2 separate regions of the Zea mays genome follow, and region 1 is linked to region 2. The links are chromatin contacts, called in public Hi-C maps. All regions are on one chromosome and are shown on one strand. Each heading gives the region's core, a stretch centred on a gene start, on an enhancer-like site or on the middle of the called end of the contact. The rest is flanking DNA. Distances are from core to core; before and after follow the strand shown. Region 1 overlaps LOC100037819 (ragged seedling 1). Region 2 holds the start of LOC100281578 (chloroplast outer envelope protein 86).

The links. Hi-C and Micro-C count contacts between places; a contact is called where the count stands out from the background.
Region 1: a Hi-C map of ear shows a contact between it and region 2, with 3 times the contacts expected there. The contact joins the enhancer-like site here to the promoter of LOC100281578 in region 2. A contact is called at or near these places in 2 of 25 Hi-C or Micro-C datasets (ear and tassel).

What each region holds. Positions count from the first base shown.
Region 1 is chr6:27,064,586-27,067,285 of Zm-B73-REFERENCE-NAM-5.0, reverse strand. LOC100037819 (ragged seedling 1) reads left to right here. Exons shown (of 6, transcript NM_001112519.1): 4 at 173-417; 5 at 665-822; 6 at 1,024-1,580. The coding sequence ends at 1,243. Among protein-coding and RNA genes, the nearest start is that of LOC100037819, 6.2 kb to the left of the region's middle. Within about 2 kb of position 1,340, at least 5 of the 20 cell types and tissues checked have an H3K27ac peak or open chromatin away from gene starts, as enhancers often do. A contact at or near this core is called in ear, where this site is marked.
Region 2 is chr6:26,742,604-26,745,303 of Zm-B73-REFERENCE-NAM-5.0, reverse strand. LOC100281578 (chloroplast outer envelope protein 86) reads right to left here and starts at 1,315. Exons shown (of 3, transcript NM_001368322.1): 1 at 1,233-1,315; 2 at 932-1,056; 3 at 1-218. The coding sequence starts at 1,049.

The sequences.
Region 1 (2,700 bases), core at 91-2,590, 320 kb before region 2:
ACAACAGATAAATCAATCTCTAACCTGTTTATTGAAATATGAAGCCTTCCAAGTCCAAGTGGAGTGTCTTTGAAATACAGACATCAAGCTGTAGTAGTTATGTTGCATCTACCGAGCAGGACGCCGAGCATTTTAATAGCTAACTATATTTTTATCTTCACTATAATTTCAGGTAAAAGCCGTCTGAAGTATGAGATGAGGTCTTACAATGAGATGGTGGTGATTCAAATGAAACAGATGAGTGAAGACAACCAACAACTGAATTACCTGAAGAACAAGATGGTTAAGACAGAGCAGCGATCTAAAGCAGTAGAAGAATCATTGGGTGTTGTTACCCAGAAGCTACGTGAGACTATTGAAGAAAATATATTTGTTAGGAGTAAAGCAAAAGAGAAGCACATGGAGTACGAGGAAGAGGTAATAAGGTTACCCAAGTGGTTATATTTTCTACTAATGAACATGCGTGGATCAACAATTTTCATCTGTGCCAATGATAGAGTTTGCTGTTTCTTGGAGGGTCACACTTATATTTTGCACTTTGATACTTCTGTGATAAGATTGATGCTGCCAGCTTTCAATTTGACCACCTGTTGTTGACCACTTGACCTTGATGTTGCCATCTTTCGATTTCACTACCTGTTGACCTTGTTTCCATGCTTTGCAGATGAAGTCCCAGGAGGAAATTTTTCATGGTCTAATTGAGGATATTCACAAGGCCACAGAGGATAAAGAAAAGCAGTTTGAGAAGTTGTTGCAGGAAGAGCGCTCAAAGGCCAGACGCTTTGATGTTGATTCTGGAACTATGAAAGATCGTCAGCTAAGGTGTGTCACTAATTCGTGGTTGGATCATGTTACCATGCCTCACCACAATTGGAACTAAAAGTAATGTAAATGCTCCATCTCAATGCATATGAGAGTCGTCAAGAACTGTTTCCTGCTGCAGTCGTCTCATGTAGGCATCACAGGTTCAATGTGCATATCTGTTGCTGTTTATCATTCTCAATCCATCCGCGTCTTGTGCAGGAAGGAATATGTGCAGAAGTTCATTGATTGCCAAGTCAAGGATGTGGCAGAGTTTGAAGTTGAGCGAGATGAGCTGATCAAAGTCCACGAGGACAAGAAGTTGAAGCTCAAGAAAGAATACATGGATCTGGAGCTGGAGCTGGAGAAGGAGTTTGACGCAGCCCTGACGGGCCTGATGGAGAAGCATAAGCCAGATACCTTCGAGGCCTCCAGCTCGTAAGGGGGCTTCAGCGGCTAAGCGCTTTCCTTAGGCCCCAGCTAAGCTTGGAGCAGTCTCGTACATGCTCCTGCTTGCTTATCCATGAAATAATGCCTGGACAGTCTGTAGATGTTGCGAAAACATGGTGCCCCCTGTGGTTGCCGCGTGTGTAGTAAGTATCTCTCAGTCGTAGTGTGGTTGAAGCATCTGAACTCTTGAGCGGTTTGCCTGTGATGGCATATGGGTCAAACTACAACTGGAGTGTGATATCTAGTTTATATGGTCCAGCGCTCTTGTTGACTGCGGGTGGTGGTTTGCCCCGGATAATTTACTGATTATGTCTGCTCCGATCGTCAAAGTGCCTCTTTCTGTTTTTTTTCTTCTCTGTGCATTCCTCGTCGGTTCTATGTTTTCCGTCCCCTTTGCGCATTGAGTTATTTCTGTTTTAACTTCCTTCTGTATGGATTTTTCATTTGGCTGTTGATTTACCTGCGGGGATTAACCTATCTTATTAATCTATTCCAAATAGTTGAAAGACCGATTTGGTCGAAAAGCGTTGGCCTAAGTCACATATGGTGTTTCGTTTGAGCAATGAGCTAGTTCATCATTGTCTCACTGCTCACTTTTTTGATTGGTTTATGAAATAAAATAAGTTGATCTATCGCTATCTTATTTATTGTTCATAGTTAGTATTAATATGAGGAATAGATACCATCCTACTAAGATTTTATTCGGTTATTTCCGGTACATATGGATTGTGTGAGATAAAAAAAATAAGTTTGATTTGCTTAGGATTTAAACCCACATAATTCAACTCAATCTACATAGATTGAAAACGAACCGAACAAGCCCAATCCACGTAAATTTGAGTAATAAACTTATAATGCAATATTTATTTTAGATAGAGTGATTCTTCGTACCAAGTTGCCAAATGTTTGCCTCGAAGCCCAAATTTTTTTTAAAAAAATTACCAGCAAGAGAAACCCTTGCTGTGATGTATGTATATACTAGTCGGTTACTCGTGCGTTGCGATGACTTATAACAATACCCATATAAATTATCCATAAAAAAGATCTCAATATTTTTTATTGATTGTCTCCGGTCTTCGTATAATAATTTTTATGAACGCACGTGTACTATAGGCAGCAAATCAGAGACAACATCCCTCGCCTCCCCTACTTCCAAGGTTTTGTAGAGCAGGAGGGGAAGGGAAGAGGCGGACATACCTGTTCGTTGCCAGAGAAGGACACAACGAAGACCTGGGCATTTGAAAGCGATATAGGTAGTATACCGCTAGATATATAGGGAGAGAGCATGCAAGCGGAGAAAAAAAGCCCAACTGGAGCAGCTCCAACTGAGAGGCACCCGCACCCGGCGTCAATCCGAGAAGGGCGAGAGAATGCGAGTGTCTTCCCAGTCCTAGACCCGCTGAAGCGACACAACGCCACCACCAACTCCATAACATATACCGACTGCTG
Region 2 (2,700 bases), core at 66-2,565:
GGGAGACACTCCAGTCCTGTATACTAACCGCAGAAACTTGATTTGAAGCGCCTCGACTTTCATCAGTGGATCTGACTTCTTATTATCATCATCTTGTTGAACAATACCAGAATAAATTGCACCACTACCAGAGTTGGCTGTGACCTCTGACGCCCGCATATCATTAGAAGAAAATGTATTGGCAGTAACAGTATCTACAAAGTCATTGTGTGCTGTACCTGAATTATAACATTCATTAAGCAAGCCACATTAAAATTATTAAGAACAGGAGGATAAAAAATGTATCATAGAATTTAAAATATGCCCACATGTGATGAAATTAAAAATGATAATTAGCAAGAGGGTCCTTGAGGACAGTATAGGACACATCAGGATGTAGCTGACAGAAAAAAAGAAGCAATAATTTTTTTTTGGTTAAGAGCACATCATGGGGTTGCAGTAACACATACAACGATGGAAGCTGAAAAACCAATGTGTTCGCTTTGTCCGTTAGACGTAATGATTAGTATGACATGCTAAATTCCCAATATAATAGTAAAAGCCCTATCCCTACAAAAAATCCTAAAACATGCTAAAAACCTAATATGAATAGCCAAAAGATTAAGCCAAGCACATTGCCAGACCAACCCGGAAAGGCAAAAACCCTCAGTCCCATCGCAAGCACACTAGCCTCTCCTGCAAGCCCCAGTAATTAGGCCCGTGTGATGGGAATGGCGAATAAGAATGACATGCAATAGGCCATCTGGTCAATTTATCCGGTTCCATATCATATAACTGAGGGCTAGGTTTTAAGCCTAACAACATCAAGACTATTTTCAGCAACAGCAGACTAGACTACAAGATGACATTTCAGAGAAACAAAAATTCCAAGTCTATAACCATGGGGAACGCCGTTGTTGAAAACAACAATCACCAGGGAAAGGGAGCGCACCATGAGCATCACCCTCGGAGGCGCCGTCATCAGCACCGGGGGAAAGCGCGAACGGCCTGGCGGACAGCAGCGAGGAACCGAGCCGGTACGAGATCCAGTCCCTGAAGTTCATCAGCATACTTCACCTGCAGAGGGGGGTAGAAGAAAATCAGAGAACAAATCTGCCCCAAGTTAAAGAGCGAGGAAACCCCAATCTTTCACCCTCCTCCCCGTTCTCCCACTTCACCTCGTAGCGGACTGCCGAATCTCCCGTATAATAAAACCAAGCAGGGACATCGCAACTGGCCCGAGCTCGACGTACCTGACCGGAGCCCGACAAGAACGCTGCGGCGGCGTTGGGAGAAGACGAGGAGAGGATGTTGAGATGCGGTGGGTCTATTCGTTTATCCCCTTTTTTGCGTGGCTGGCTCAACCGAGCGAGTTTATTGCTATTACAGTTTGGCTCCTCCATAAAAGTTTATTGCTATTGGCTCCTCTCTTTTAGTATAATTAAAATCTATTGTCTATTATCTATGTCTATTACTACTCTATAAGAGTCAATTACTACTCTATAAGAGCTTAACAAGGACGTCCATAGGGATACCATGCTAGGTCCACCTTACGATACCCCTGTCGCAACCTACCTCTCGCGCCTGCCTGTCGTCCTCCCCCGTCTCCCTGTCGGCCCTCGCCGCTCACCTCATCGCTTTTTATGATTTTCTCGCTCCTGCACCCCTATCCTTCGCTCCCTCCTCCCCCCCCAACGCACGCGCATCGACGAGGACCGGCAGCCGCGCAGCAATCCGCCGCCGCCACTCACTACAAGGAAGCCTGGGCGCGGAGGCGCGTCGCGGTCGCCGCCCTACTCCTCGCACTCGCCTACGCCGGGGGGGGGGGCTGCTCATGTTCTTGCTTGACAAGAGGCTATCCGCTGACTCCGTGGGCGAGGCGGTGACGGGAGGCCCGTGCCTGGCAGTGACGGTGGCCTCCTCCGTCCGTCCCCGCTCCCTCCCCAGCCCCGCGGACGTGCCCCCTCACGCTTAGCCTGGGTTGGTGTACCGCAACCACCTTGTGTTCGAGCGCCTCTAGCCGGCCATTCTCATATATCTTATTTAACAATCAGTACTTCTCCAATGCTCAAGAGATCAATTTACTCTTAAGTAGCAAACTGTCTCATAGTTGTATACTTTGTCAAACAAGGAATCTAATGCTTGTAGTTTAAGCTTCTTTTTGTTCCAAATAAGCAGGCTTTGAATAAAATCACCTGGAAGTTAGTCAGTAAACTTCTGCTATTTATTTTATTTTTAAATAAAAAATTTAGGCCTTATGACTTCCCTCGCAATGTGTTCACATGCAAATTACCTTATTGCATTGCCTACTTTTGTCCGTTGTGGGAACCAACCTTTGATCATTTATCAAATGATTTTGCTTTTAACATTAACAAATTATCGTTTTCCATATGCAGCTAATGACATCACATTACCGAAATTCTGGGGACCCATGGGTGCCTTGTGTCAACAGTAGGCTGCCTAGATCAGGTACCATTTTGAAACCTGTGTACGGTTTCATTTCTTAATAACTGGCCGAACATAAATAGCCAAGGCATGGGTATTGTTGGTGCCGATCTAGGCGCCAATCACTGCGTTGAGAACCGGCGGCGGTGCTCTCTGCGGAGGCGCGGACGGTCCGCGGCCAGGGGCCGAACGGTCTGCGACCTGGCGCAGGGCTCGGTTCCCTGCCTGACGGGCTGGACGGTCCGCGCCTGGAGGCCGGACGGTCCGCTCGTGCGT